Regions from separate parts of the Rattus norvegicus genome. Here region 2 is linked to region 1. Evidence: chromatin contacts called from public Hi-C data. All regions are on one chromosome and are shown on one strand. Each heading gives the region's core, a stretch centred on a gene start, on an enhancer-like site or on the middle of the called end of the contact. The rest is flanking DNA. Distances are from core to core; before and after follow the strand shown.

Region 1 (7,912 bases), core at 3,930-6,429:
CTCAACTGGGGAATATCGAATGGCTGAGAAGCACTAAAGAAATATTCAACATCCTTTGTCATCAGGGAAATGCAAATCAAAACAGCCCTGAGATTCCACCTCGCACCAGTCAGAATGGCTAAGTTTGAAAACCCAGGTGACAGAAGATGCTGGTGAGGATGTGGAGAAAGAGGAACACTCCTCCATTGTTGGTGGGATTGCAAGCTCATACATCTACTCTGGAAATCAGACTGGAGATCCTCAGAAAACTGGATATAGTACTAACCTGAGGACCCAGCTATATCATTCCTGGGCATATACCCGAAAGATGCTCCAACAAAGAACAAGGCCACATGCTCCACTATGTTCATAGCAGACTTATTTATAATAGCCAGAAACTGGAAAGAACCCAGATGCCCTTCAACAGAGGAATGGATACAGAAAATGTGGTATATTTGCACAATGGAGTACCACTCATCTTTTAAAAACAATGACTTTATGAAATTCATAGGCAAATGGATGGAACTGAAAAATATCATCCTGAGTGAGGTAACCCAACCACAAAAGAGCACACATGGCATGCACTCACTGAAAAATGAATATTAGCTCAAAAGTTCAAATTACCCAAGATACAATCCACAGACCACATGAAGCTTAAGAAGACGGACGACCAAAGTGCAGATGCTTCAGTCCTTCTTAGAAGGGGGAACAAAAACATTCACAGGCAGAGATATGGAGACAAGGTTTGGAGCAGAGACTGAAGGAATGGCCATTCAGAGACTACTCCACCTGGGGGATCAGCCCATATACAGCCAACAAACCCACACAATATTGCTAATGCCAAGAAGTACATGCTGACAGGAACCTGATATAGCTGTCTCCTGAGAGGCTCTGCCAGAGCATGACAAATACAGAGGCGAATGCTAGCAGCAAACCATTTAGCTGAGAATGGGGTCCTCATTGGAGGAGTTAGAGAAAGGATTGAATGAGCCAAAGGGGATTGCAACCCCATAAGAACAACAATGCCAACCAACCAGAGCTTCCAGGGACTAAACCACTACCCAAAGATTATACATGGACTGACCCATGGCTCCAGCTGCATATATAGCAGAGGATGGCCTTGTTTGAGCACCAAAGGGAGAAATGCAAAGTCCTGCCAAGGCTGGACCCTCCAGTGTAGGGGAATGTCAGAGCAGGGAGGCAAGAAGGAGTGGGTGGTTGGGTGAGAGATCAGTCTCATAGAAGAAGGGGGATGGGATAGGGGATTTATGGATGGGAAACCAAGAAAAGTGGTAACATTTAAAATGTAAATAAAAAATATCCAATAAAAAAAGCTCAAACTTGGAGTAAAGTTGAGCATAGCTGCCCTGCTGCCTGCTTCCTGTTTTCCTGTTTTGCTTTGATTACAGATGTTTGTCTTCCAAGATCAATGTCTTTGCGAGACTCTAAGTAGCCAGGTTGAATTCATGGGGTTTAACCCAGCACTGTATGTAGCACAGTATACTTTTATTATTTCTTCTTATATATTACATCCTGACCACAGTTCCCTCTACCTCCTCTCCTCCCAGTCCTTCCCCCTATCCCTGCTCCCCCCATCTATTCCTTCTTTATTTCCCTTCAGAAAAATCCAGGCCTCCCATGGATGTCAACCAAACATGGCCTATCAAGGTGCACCAAGACTAGGCACCTCCTTCATATCAAGGCTGCAACTACGGAACCCAGTAGGATGGAAAGAGTCACAAAGGAAGCAAAAGAGTCAGAGACAGCCTCCACTCCTGCCAGGATTTCATCAGGAGTTCCACAAGAAGTCCAAACTACACAACCATAACATATGAAATTGCATAGGTCAGACCCACGCGGGCACCCTGGTTGTCAGTCCAGTCCCTGTAAGCGTCTATGCGCTCACTCCAGTTGATTCTGTGGGTTTTCTCATAACATAGTGTTCTTAGTAAATACGTATTAGTAGACTGAAGGAATATGTGTAGGGGATCCGTGTGGTACTGCTATATACTCAAATGTTAAATACTGACCCCCAATATCTGGCTACTGTGTTCCCCAAATACTTGCTGTTGGAAATTCTCTGGGTTATTTCTGCTCCATCAGTCTGGCATCCTGGAGAGACATTTCACTCTGGCACCTGCTGCTGGTCCATCGACTCTAATGGATACCTCCTATTCTCTTTGTCTCTTCCTCTTCCTCTTCCTCCTCCTCTTTCCTTCTTCCTCCTCTTCTTCCTCCCTTCTTCCATCCCTCCCCCCCTCTCTCTATTCTCCTCTTCTCTCCTCTCTCCTCTGTCCTCTCTCCTTCTCCTTGTGGTCCCTACCTGTGACCCACCCAGCCTGGTAACTCAAACTCCTCCTCCCTCTATTCCCCCCAGTATTGGCCGTTGCCAGTTTTCTTTAACCAATAGCTTTTAATGGGGAAGCAAGGCTTACACAACAAAGTCTGTTATACTGAGGATCCTCTCATCTTGGAACAACCAGATCTTGGGGTACAGAACTTAGCAGTTGAATGCAAGTGGCACCAGACCAACCTGCAAATATGCATTAATAGCACTTAGGTGTTTTGTGTTTAAAAAAGAAAAGATGAGATGGGACTCCAAGGAGAAAAGCTGCTGAGATGAGGTTTGTGTTGCCGTGCAGAAGCTATCCTCTCTTAGGAATGCGATGATAGCCCTGAGCGAGCAGAGATGCATGGAAATGAACAGATGCTTCCTAAAGTAGAATGAAGGCCAAACATGACTATTGCCAGGACGTCCTGAGCAGTGAGAGAAAGCAGATTCCGAACGGTCTCCTTAACGCCTGCATGTTCTGGATCAGTGGTACAGCCGGAGGCCTTGGGCTCAAATCTCCAGGGAGAAAAAAAGAACAGGAAGAAAGGAAAGGAGGGAGGAGGGGAAGAAAGGAGGGGGAAAGGTGAAAGAAGAAAGGACGGGAGGGAGGAAGAGAGGTGTTAATACACCTTGGTTGGCTTTACAGTTATGACAAAGCCTTTAACTACTTCTCCGTGATTAAAAAAAAAAAATCAGATTGTGTCAGAGCCAGGAGGCCCGTGGTGGAGCTAAGCGGTACCCTGACTAGCTATTTTTAATTTTAATTCTTTAGCCACGATAATTTATATCTCAATGGGCTCCGTGTGATAATTCAGCACGTGATACAGAATGTGCCAATCACGTTCAGCCTCTTTTTCTGGGCCCTCCCACCATAGTCATTCTCAGTAGGGTCTTCTCTACTTTTTCTTTCACACCACGTTACTCCTTTTGCTTCTAAGATGGCAGTCCGACACTCTGTAAGAGTCCGGAAATTATTCTTCAAAAGCACATGGAGTCATCATATCAGGAAGCCCTTGACCTAGAACCACATTAAAAAACAATACCCAGGTTGGAGACCCAGCTCAGTCAGTAAAGGGCAGTTGTTTTAAGTCCACCTTGTGACTTATAGTTTCTGGAGTCTGAGTTGAATCTGCAGAACTCCGTGGTGGGAGGACGGTGGTCCCCGGCGTCAGAACTATGTGTTTATTTTGAAATCCTCCCAACCCTCGCTTCTTGTGACCACCACACCGAGCTATCATCTGACCTCCATGTGTATACAGTAACATTCATCCCCATACCTACCATAAATAAATAGATGTGTAAAGGGTATTTGAGTCCAGTTTGAGCATACAGCCTTATTTAGAGTGCCTAATTTATTTACCCTTCTGGTATATCAACTTTATTCTGAAGATTCTGACCAGCAAAGGAAACAAGCTGGGTGCTGGGACCCGAACCCTTTTCCCTGTGGTTGTGAGCCTTAGCCCACTATCCAGAAGTTTCTCTAACTCTCCTTCTAATGATTTTCCTACCTTCCTTAGAAATAAAAGCTGCAAGAGTCTATTCTACCACAAGGTGTCAGCGCAGGGTAATCTACTCTTCAAAGGCCTTTTACACTATCTGTTGGAAGTCAGTGACACAAACGGAGTGTTAAAACCGCCAGAACAGCGGAGTGCAGAACATCCCTTTAATCCCAGCACTCAGGAGGCAGACGCAGGCTGATTTCTGCAAGAAGGAAAGGAAGTTTGTGACCCAGGGTCACAATAAAAACAATACTCAGGGTGAAGACCCAGTTCTACCTTGGGAGTTACCTGCGGTTTCTGGTGTCAGTCGAATGTGAAGAACTTCGTGGTGGAAGGAGGGTGGTCCCTAAAGTTGGAGCTATGTGTTTATTTTAAAATCTCTCAACCCTCGCTTCTTGTGACCACCACACCGAGTTTTCATCTGACCTCCACGTGTGTATAATAATATCTATTCACATACCTAAATTATAATAAATAAATAAATAAATAAATAACGGGTACCAAGCCACCAAAGCTCATGGTGAGACCCTGTCTCAATAAGTAAATAAATAAATAAATAAATAAATAAATAAATAAATAAATGAAATAATAAAACAAAGCAGTGTTTGGCACCCTGTGAATAAAGGATAACATCGGAAAATGCTGTCGGGAGTTTGTTTTCCTTTACACTAGTTCTGGGAATGCGCTGCATGAAGTTCCTGAGACGCTGTAATTGAGATCTCAGTCAGTAATTACTGAGTTTGCCTCCATTTCGGAGGAGTAGATCCCTCCTACACACACACACACACACACACACACACACACACACACACTTTATCTTTCTGAATTTTTCAGATATTGGCGGTAACTTTTTGGCTCGTAATGCTTGACTGTTCCGGGAAGCTGTAGTTGATAGATGAGATCGGAAGATGAGGTGGGAAGGAGTAAATCTGGTGTAAAAGTCACTCACAAACTCAGATTCCTTCTTTGACTGTGCTAACAGCTAGTTCTCTGGAAAACTGCTATGTTGAAAGAGCGCTACACCGCGGAAAGCAGACGTCTTAGCTACAGAGCAGTTGCTCTCCAAGGGTGTGATCTAGGATCACTGCAGTATCACCTGGCAACAGGAGAAATGCACAACTGCAGATTTCTTCCAGACCTGGTCCGGAATGGAGGTCCCGGGAGTCAATCGGTTTCCAGTGAGCCCTCTGGGTGACTCCGGGTCCCTTTACACAGCGAAGGATTCGCCGCCAGCGATGCCCCTCCCACCGCCACCCCTCGCGACCGTAGGTGTGAGCAGGAGCCGGTCGCCGGCAGGGGGCGCTGTGCGCACCGCGGCCAAGGGGCGGGGTCTGCGGAGCGGCTGCGCTCCGCACCGAAAAATCAGACTCCGCGTGGGACTGGGAGTCCGGGCAGCGAGCCCCTCGCCGTCGGGTCCCACGAAGAAACTGGTGAGTCCGAGTCTCGTTCACAGGCCACTTGCTCCCCGCTTCCGCGGGCCCTAGGGAATCTGCTGCGGGCCGGGGAAAGGTGCGGCGGGTCTCAGGGGCGAGAGAGTGGGCGGCAGTGCTCCCGGCAGCGCAGCTCTAGGCGCCCCTTCCGCCCCTCCCGGGTCTCGCCGAGCCCCGCGGAGAGCAGGTCTCCGTACTCTTGGAGCTAGAGCTTAGGGTGCTGATCAACTTTGCAGTTAAGTTGGGTTCTGCCGGTAAGTTTGCCAACTTGGCAATTTCCGCAAGTTTGCCTCGCTGGGGATGAATGGCTGGTAACTCGTCCTGCTGTTTGGGCTTCTGGTTTCCTAGTTAGGGGGAAAAAAATTTTTTTTTCATTTTAAGTCCTTGGAACACCGGTCCTACTCTTTCAGGATCTGGGTGCGATTTGGGTTTTCTCCAAAATAGTCAAAGCTTTTAAATAAGGCACTCTGGTGAAAGCAACTGAAAGGCATCTGTAGTCTTAGAGCTTGAGTACACTTCAAATTTAGCTACACTGTCCCGTTGGGGTGGAACATCTCGATATTAAATCAAGGAAATGTATTTAATATTAACGTTAAGCACTTGGGGAAGTAATGCTTTAAGAAACAACACTGTGAAAAACACCTTCCCCTCTTCCAATAATTAACTGTGGCAAAGCAAAAATACATTTGAAAACCTCATTGCACTGCAACCCACAATGTATTCCAGTCATTGGGTTTCTTGGATTCTAAACTTCTGGCCCTAAACATGAGTCTGTTGGGCTGTGTCAATATTTAGCAGGAAAAGCAAGCCAGCCATCCTAATCCAGCAAAACAGAAATCGCTATTTAACGGGGAAGAAAGCTGGTGAGGGTTGGTTCAAATCCTGGACTTCTTGACACCTCTGCACTGTGCTGTTTCCTGCTGGGTTTGCCGAGCAACCTGATGAAGCCTTCTCTCCTATAGAAGTTCAATTATATGTTTGGTTAATGTCTGCTGGAAGAGGGCATGTTTTATTTAACTGATACTTTGTTTCCCTGATTTCTGGACACAGAGTCAACCATCACCCTTACTGACATGGGTTCTTTTCCTTAGAGAGACTCATCAGCATGGTACCATGCAAACAAATGGCTGGGCATCTCTTCTGGGCCACTCTGGCCTTCCACCCAGAATCTCTATGCAGTGGCTGTCTGTGAGCAAGTAAAGAGAGCTCTCATCCATTTTTCCTTTCCAGAGCCACCACCATCTGTCTGTAAACTATTTTCCTTTAAGATGCTTGGTATTACCGCACCGTTCCTGTTGGAGAGTTTGTCTGTCCTAAATTGAAAGGTTTTTGAGAACAGACATATCATTTAACTTCGTATTTCCTGTGTCAGCCATCATTGTTCAGTGTGGTTAATGAGTGAACAGTGAACAGCTATAGATTTACACTGTCTTTACCAGCTTGAACCACCAGACTTAAAATACACTCTAAGCTTAGTAGACTGTTTCTTACACTTTACTGCAATGCACGATACTCTATTCCTAGATGCTCCATACCAACGCGCTCACCTTATAATATTGGTTAAAGTCAGCAAATGGCGTGGAATGACGCATTCTGGAGACAGACTGTATGCCCCTCACAGGCAGGCTTGAAGTCTCGTTCTCTTTTTCCTCTTTATTGACTAGGTAGTCATTGGCTTCGTAAGAACTTGTTGAATGGCATAGACTTTACCCAGAATTCTTTCAAATGTCAACGGTGAACACACACCTCAAACCCAAACAAACAAACAAGCAGGCATAAAGGAGGAAGTTATTAACTATGTAGTTGAGAGAGAAGTGACCTGGACTGGGGCGCTTAAACTATTGCCAGCAGGATTTGTCACTGTCCTTCTTTACTTCTAGTTTAGCTTTTCTGCGTTTGCTTTCTTGAAGACATCTTCTGACTTACGCAAGGGGAGGGAGGTGGCATGGTAGCTTTATACTACTTTCCTGACTTAACTCATTCTCTTCCACTTGGAGACGATATCAGAAGAGGATCGTGTCTTGCCAACTAGATTTGGCTGCCATCCCTAAACTACTCAGCGTGATTGCAGGAATTAACTCCGGATGGCCAAGCCTGTGTCATCTCTCTGTTTCTACAACCAGAGGATGGCTGCTACAGGGGCCAATCAAAACAGTAAAGGCAGCTTTGTGTGTCTCGAGTTCCAAAACAACACTTAGAGCCAAATATATTTCGTGTGGTAGGCTTTTTAAAATATACATATGTAATGTACAGATATAATGGTTTATATAAGCACAATGAGATACCTCGCAGATAAGATGAAAGTTTCATGTGTACTTCACGTACATAGACTTCGCCTCAAGATGATTTCATATAACCCACTTACTGTCAGATGGGGTGGTGCGCGCTCATGACCCCAGCACTCAGGAGGCAGAGACAAGTACATCGCATGTTCCAAGTCAGCAAGGACTGTATACTGAGACCCTATGTAGAAGAATGTACAATTAGAATATACTTACTTTGCCTGAAATTTCCGTGCAAACCCTCACGTGAGGTCCACTTGTGCTCCCATGTCAAGACTCCAGTTTCGCACTTCTCGGAGCATTTCAACTTTGCGAGTTTTCACGTGAGGGATGTTCAACCTGTGGTCTCCTCCCGGATGTTCCAAGATAGGTAATCCTGTAACTCTCAGA
Region 2 (7,912 bases), core at 1,439-3,938, 200 kb after region 1:
AAGTGCTACTCCCAGGCTTAATCGGAGAAGCTTCTCTTTGCAGTGAACTGTGGTGAATCTTCATGATTCGTGACCACTTGAGGTGCTGAGAATCGGTGGTTGTTGAATGCTGAACTAGAACAGAACATAAACTACCAAGGCTCAGGGATCATAGCAGAGGAGGGGGCAGAAAGAATGTAAGCACTGAAAGACAGGGAAAGCTCTGAGTTGCTGTCTTCTGGGCAGGACTATTACACACATGACCTCAAGCTGGGCTGAGTGTTTGCATGGCCTGTACAAGATGGGACCTATTAGTAGGCCATCATGGATCAGAAGCAGGGGCATCATGGCTCCACGCCTCCTTGAACTACTGTGGCTACTGATGATGAATTCTGTCACTGTCTTCAACTGTGTGTCCACTGAGAAGTCCATCAGGCTCAATGTATAGCTTCAAAGCCGTTGTCACAGACACTCCTGATTAAACTCAATGGGTCTCAAAGGGTGAGGAGAAGGAAGAGAGATGATTGTGGAAAAGAGATTTTGTGGGGAAGAGGGGAAACTGGGGGTGGGAAGTAGATAAGAGAAAATGAAGGGTTATAGTAATCAAAATGTGCTTTATATGTGTGTGAATTTTCCAAAACAAAAGAATCAAAGAAAAGGAAAAACATTTCCAAAGGAAATGCTTAAAATTCTGATTAAAACAACTCTGCTCTGAAATATTTTTTAAATCAAACTATGAGTTATGTAGTGAGTCATGTGTGACTCTGAGGAATAACGTGAACAACTCTCCGGTGTGGCGGGGTTAGTGGTTTGCCTACGTTCATCTTTGGAGAAGCCACGTTCCTGGGAAAGTATGCTCTTCTCCTAACAGAAATGCCGGTATTTTCATGCAATACTGAAAACTCTGCATGAAATCTGAGTCATGATGATCCCCTGGTCACCTAATGCCAGTTTTTAAAGTATTTAAGTTATGTGTGCATGTGTGGGATTAGGTGGGGTTGTGCACGTGTGCAAATGCACACACACACACACACACACACACACACAGAAACGCACACTCATATCTATGTGAGGTTATGTGCATATGAGTGTGGATGCCTTCAGCAGCCAAAAGGGGGTGTCAGATGCCCTGGAGCTGTTATTACATGAGCCTGTGGACAATTAACCTGGGGACTAGGTCTTGGTTTCAGGTCTTCTAGAAGGGCAGGAAATGCTCTTAACCAATGAGTCATCTTTCCAGCTCCATCTCATGTCAATTTTGACAGCATGTTTTTAGGGGAGCAGGTTTAGAGATTTAAAAGGTTTCTTCTACTATCTTATTATCAGAATTATAATAAAATACTCTTGCTCTGATAATGTTTTGTTTAAGGTATATGTATTTTTTCCTTTGTACTCATCATCAATGATCCTAGCATTTTAGATATCAATTTCTCATTTATATTTTATTTATTGTTATTATTTTCTGTGTATGTTATGGTAAAGAGAATGGGCTTGCATTCAATAATCAGAAATAAACATTAGGAGGTGTACGCATTAGGCTAAACATTCTGGCATAATTCAAATGGCAGCACTTTTCTAGATTTAACAGGAAAAGTATGATGACAGCAACTTGATATTCTGGTTCTTCAAAAGGTTAAGTATGTTGATCGAGGACTTTTCCCTAGCTGGAACCTGGCAAAGGCTAGTCTTGGAACTCTGAAAATTGCAAAGTTACGGGCAGTCTGCTACATGCCTGCGTGCTAGACTAGAAAACAGGGCTCTGGTTTATTCGTGTAGATAAGGTTCTGCATCCTATACAATAAGATGAGGAATTTGTGAAAGGGGCGAGTCCTCGCATATGGGAAGAAAGGAAAGTAATTTCACCAGACCAGGGGATTTTACAAAACGATCTTCTTGTGCCAAATCACCAAGTCAGCCAATTTTGCTCCTTTTCTATGCAGGTGTCCCTTTCTTCTGAATGGTATATTAAAACAATTTCACTTTTTATTAGTTTCCTAACTGTTATCTTGTTCCCACATTTTCACACCTTAACAGGACAGCTTCTTCGCCTCTTATTAAAACACCATTTGGAAGTACACTGGGTGGAAACTACTGCTCTGTCTAGATTCCTTTACTATTCGAGGGTCTTTTTCTGATGCTTCCTCCCCAAGCTGCAATGTAATCTCTCGTGTTCTCACAAGGGCAGCCTTCAAATGATAGGTGAAAACTCTTGGCTGAGTCCAGATTGGGGTTTTTGTTTATTTCCACTGCAAACATGATTCTTTGTGCAGATCTAGATCGTTGCGTTTCTTTTAATACGCCTGTGCTACAAGTTTTAAGTGATTGGTTCCTTGAAGTTAAAACCTTAGCTAGAAAAATTACTCAGGTCGTCATCCAGCAGTCTTTTAAGGCTCTCCGTGTCTTACACACGTTTTTGTTTACTCCTGTTGGAGGGTTCTTCACCTCGAGAAAATCCTGGCACCTCAGGTTCTTCAGCTACCATAAAAATGTTTGTGAAGCAGGCCAGTCTCCTACGCACAGCGTTTAACTAAAGAGACTCCTACCCTGAGCTCTGCTGTTCTTTGCACACAACTTAGAAGAATCTCACTTCCCTTTGCACTCCCCTTTCTACACTGGGAGACTCCGAGAACTTCCAAAGCACACGCCCACCTTCCGCGAGGGCACTGGACTACGCACGCGCGGATCCGCTGAGACGTCACCTCGGCGACTAGTAGTGACGTCAGAAGGCGCGCCTGGCCGAAACCTGTCCGGATTCTGCGGGCGGGAGTCCTGCCCCTTGGAGCTCATGGTGCGCTGTGGTTGCGCGTTGTTGAGAAAGGTCCGTGTCAGGGGCTCATCCCCCAGCTTTGCTGTCTCTCGCCGCTCTTCTCCTGGGTTCCTTAATTCCCGCTGTCCTGGGAGAAGACTGTCTCTGTAACATGCTTACCCCTGTTTGGGGTCCAGCTATAGGGAATTCCTATAATGTTCCCCAAAGCACGTGGGAGGATAGTTGGGCTACCTGACTGCGGTTTAGACTCGGCATTACGGTGTACGAGCCGTGCAGAGGCTTTTTTCTGTGTTAGTTTTGGTTCTCGTTGTTTAAAAGACTGTCCATAACCTTCTTTTATACGTTTCCCCTCCTTGGCACTGCTTTTAATATTTTTCTGAAGACTTTTTCTGGAAGCCAAAGTGTGTAATTGCTGTACTGCGTACAGAAATTTTACGTCAGTTTTTATGTAATGCCTGATTTAGAATCCATTTTTATAACAATCTGCAACCAACTGCTTCGATTAAAAAAAAATCACAGTGAGCTAACTAGCAACAGTTTGTGAAAGTTAGAAGTCACCTTATTACATAAACTGTTGTTATTAACAGCCATTTAAGATTGCAGCTCTTATAAATGAGCTTCCCCAAGAAATATGACAAATCTAAAGAATAAAGGAAAAGTCACACATTGAGTACAGCTTTAAAAGCCCTTACCAAGAATATCTCAGGGTGGTCAATCTTCAGTTTTTTTAAACCCACAGATATTTTTGATACCCAAAAATATTGCAAGTTGACAAAAATGTGAATATTAATTTACTCTGTAATTTGAAAGCCTGGGATTAAGACACAAGAGCTTTATAAGAAGTTACTTATGTAGTGAGGCTAACTAAATGTTGATTAAGAACCAGAAGGTATAATACAATGTCTGTGAAAGCCTGCAAAGCCAGAGAGTCAATGAGAGCGATATTTCAAGGATGGCTCAGACCACAAAACCATAAACCACAGTTTAGTTGTATTTGAGGATACATTGAAACTCTGACACCAGAAAATGGGTTTATGATAGAACAAATGATAATCTGTGTAGAGGAGAAACCATGACTAGAGTGGCAGAGAGAGTGGGCAGCTCAGAAAAGAACAGTAAAGCTCCAACAAGTGATGGTCACCCTGGTGAGATCTGCTGAGGGTTTTGAATACAGCACTGTGAACTTTATTATTTCATAAGCAGTAAAACCCCAAAGTCACGATTGTTTCTGAGTAAAGAGAAACATAGACGTCAGGTTCACTTAAGGGGAAATAAAGATGCTCTTGGCTCCTGGTGGTGTGTGCATTAAGAAGGAATGACGAGACCCTGAGAGACCATTTGGAGTTAACAGTCAAGGTTCTAAGGGAACAGTGATTCTGGAAAGGAGTTAGGCTTCTTGGAAAGCAAAAATTACAGTAAAAAGATATCCGTTTGTTCAATCTAGATGAGCAGATAATTAACTGAGGGAACAGCTTTTTGTTGCTGTTGCTGCTGCTTTTAGAACATTTTGTTTGGAGGGATCCATCCAGTGGCTACCCACCAACAGGTTACTCATTTAAAGGGTTTTTCATGTAAACAGAAGGCAGTTCTGCTTTCAGTTGTTTTAAACACTTAAAAGCTTAACCTTTTCACAGGGGAGCATTACTAGTACCTACTGAGGTCACCCTGAAGAGAAGGTTTAGAATGAAAACGGGAAAGGGCAGACTCCTTGAGGCTAGGTGAAGCATTTGATCATTAAGGGAGAGAGAGTGGGAAAGGAGGTAGTGCAAGAAAGGGCTATACATACAGGTGCTATACAGACAGCTTTGATTCTTTCCTCAAAGAAGCCTCAGTAGAATGAAACCAGAACCTTTTAAGTTAATAGAATATTTGATATATAAATATCCTCTCTTTCTCTCTCATTTTCTTAAGTATGGAAATTTCATTGATAATCTAAGAATCTTCACCAAGGGAGGAAGTGGTGGAATGGGCTACCCTCGTTTAGGTGGAGAAGGTGGAAGAGGTGGTGACGTCTGGGTTGTGGCCCATAAAAATATGACCTTAAAACAACTTAAAAACAAATACCCTCAGAAACGGTTTGTGGCCGGAGGAGGAGCAAACAGTCGGTAAGTGCTTATGGGGTGGTTCTCAGCTTCATGAAAGTCAAACTCTTCTGGGGAAACCAGAATATAGAGCTTTACTAATAACTCAAATTACCTTCTGTATTCTCATCAAGCATAAGTCTAACATGACTATTTTGGTGGGTTTGACCTTTGTCCATTTACTCTCCCAGTGTCCCTTTTCTATTTCCTCCTGGGAATAGATGTTATCTGAATCCGTACTTTGTTCCAAACTTACCTTGGGCAAAATTTCAGTAGTGCCCCAGCGGCTCCCTACCGTGGAGAGGCTTTCATTTATAGTTCTTCCACCCAGATATAACCACTAGCCAGTTGGACTTGACTTTTCTAATACATTTCTGTGGTTTTACAAATGTAATCATGTGTTTGTGTATAAAGTCCAGCATAAAGAAATAAGATAACAGAGCACAGTATTTTACAATGCCCTCTTCTTTACTTAACCTTTTCATGCCTAAAATTATTCAGAAAGCTGTGTATCACAGTATCAGAGTTAGCATTTTATCATTGCCAGTTTAGGCTAATGTTGGTGCTGTCCTTTTTATATTGCCATAGCCACAATGTTTTAATAATATCCTGTGTAGACACTCTTTACACGTTTAAGTAGCCAATTAGCCTTTCCCAGCTTAGTACTCCAGTTGTGGTCAGCTTTTTAGAAAAGTGACATCATTAGATTTGCTGGGTCTTTGTACTTGATTTGTATCATAGCAGTCATCTTTGGATGTCGGATATATATCAGTCCATTTCAGGTTTAAATGACTTAGTGCTTAACTCAGTAACAACTTATTTCCATTTTTATAGGTCATGTTAGTATAAAATGTAAAAACATAGGAATAACTGTTCTTTTCGAATTTAACCTTTTAATATTTGTTTTAGTGAGAAAGGCTGACTGTTAGTCAACGTTGTAAATGATTTCATTCAGTGGTGTTCTGTCTTGTTTTGTAGGGTTAGTGCACTGAAGGGCTCTAAGGGAAAGGACTGTGAAGTGCCCGCTCCCGTGGGTGTCTCAGTAACTGATGAAAACGGAGAAGTGCTAGGTGAGGCCTGGCTTCTACGCCTGTGTGAGACGAGCACATTTTCCCGAGTTAATCAGGAAATAGCGTAAGAGCTCCCTAACTCGTGAGGAAAATGTTCTTTAATATTAAAATTACATTGTTTATTGTGTGCATTGGGAGTCCACACACGTGGACGTTGGAGGATGATTTACAAGAATCAGTTCTCTCCCCCCATCCTGTGGAGACTAGGGATACCTAGGATGACTCAGGCCTTCACACACAGCCATCTCACAGAAGAAAGGGTTTTAACATTTATAACTTTACCTACTGGCTTATTAAAGATTTTTTTAAATGTATATAAAATATATTCAAAAGCTTACTGCTATATTTAAGATGGCTTTAAAGAGGTAAGAATACTTGGTTTTAAAACATATAATCAGCTTCCTTCTAGCTGTGTACAAAACTGTTCCTTTGGGGTCAGTATTTATTTGCCTTGTGTCCATGATAGACAAACACCTTATCTCCAAGACAACCCTAGAGAGTTGCTTTTAAAAGTGTGTTTTTTAAGAAATTTAATTTTATAGTTTAGCCCTTTAGATTTTTAAATTGGAATTTCTTGACATATTTATGCAACAAAACATATTGTTTTAATCTATTAATGTTTTTGTCTTTCCTCTTAAAGGAGAACTCAATAAAGAGAAAGACAGAATTCTGGTTGCTAAAGGTGGCCTTGGTGGTAAATTACATACAAATTTCCTACCTTTGAAAGGCCAGAAGCGAATAATTCACCTTGACCTAAAAGTTATAGCTGATGTAGGCCTAGTAGGGTAAGTATCACTTATATTCTTATCATATGTCTATCAGACAGTTCTGGACTACAAAATGAATTAAATAATAATTTTGGGCAATAAATATTCCTAGTTTATATAATTCGTATGTTAGTACTTTGTGCTAAAAATACAGTTGACTCTTAAAATTTTAAGAGTTTTAAGGCACAAATTTCATCACTATATTCCTATATATAATTTTTCTTTCTTCCTTCCCTTCATCCTTTCTTCCCTCTCTCCTCTTGCTTGCTTGCTTGCTTACTTCCTGGAACCCTATGTTGCACGTGCTGGTCTGTAAATTACCATACAGTTCTGGCCAGCCTCAGACTCAAGAGCCTACTGCTTCCCCTCTTAGTGCAGGTGGTTTAAGGAGAGCAGCCCTCAGCCCTCGTAGGTGCATATGTTTGAACACTTGGTCCTCAGTTTGTGGAACTGTCCAAGAAGGATTAGGAGATACGGCTTTGTTGGGGGAGGTGTGTCATTGCGGGGGGGGGGGAGGTCCAGATTTTAAGGTTGCAAAACCCCACCATTCTTACTTAGTTCTCTTTACCCCATGTAGACTCTCAGATACTCCTGCAGGCTGTCTGTCTGTCTGCTGCCATACTGCCTGCCATGATGGCCATAGGCAGGAATCTTCTAGAGCCCCAAATTAAACTCTTTTTTAATGAATTGTCTCGTTCATGATGTTTTGTCATGGCAATAGAAAAATAACTAAGACAACAGGTAGGAGATGCACACATGCGCTCACCTGGACCTCTCCCACTTCATACAGTCCAGGGACCAAACCCAAGGAATGGCACCACCCACTTACAGCATAGGTCTTTCCATATCAGCCATCACAATGACGATAGTCCCTCACAGACTTACCTACAGACCAACCTAATGTAGATAATCCCTCACTGACACTCTTCTCAGCTGACTCTAGATTGTGTCAGGTTGACAATTAAAAGTAAACATCACAGTCCCCATGCCTGGGTCTGGATTCCTGGAAAACTTAACTACCAACAGCCTGTTGTCAAGGGATAGGGAATGGTTTAGAGAGCCATGTGTGCTGGATAGATGTACATTCCTTGGTGCTTGAGTGGAACTTCAGTAAATATTCGTTAAGTCCATTTGATATATGATATGAATAATTCTCATGTTTCTGTTTAATTTTTGTCCAGATGACCTGTCTAGTAGAGAAAATGGGATATTCATATCATCTCTTATTAATGGATTGATGTTAATCCG

Evidence for each region. Hi-C and Micro-C count contacts between places; a contact is called where the count stands out from the background.
Region 2: a contact with region 1 is called in a Hi-C map of the A7r5 cell line, with 5 times the contacts expected there. The contact joins the promoter of Gtpbp10 here to the promoter of Steap1 in region 1. A contact is called at or near these places in 2 of 12 Hi-C or Micro-C datasets (the A7r5 cell line and mammary epithelial cells).

The regions. Positions count from the first base shown.
Region 1 is chr4:29,226,630-29,234,541 of GRCr8, forward strand. It overlaps Steap1 (STEAP family member 1), which reads left to right and starts at 5,180. Exons shown (of 5, transcript NM_001106629.1): 1 at 5,180-5,240.
Region 2 is chr4:29,428,995-29,436,906 of GRCr8, forward strand. Gtpbp10 (GTP binding protein 10) reads left to right here and starts at 2,689. Exons shown (of 10, transcript NM_001100815.1): 1 at 2,689-2,797; 2 at 4,658-4,851; 3 at 5,806-5,897; 4 at 6,538-6,682. The coding sequence starts at 2,765.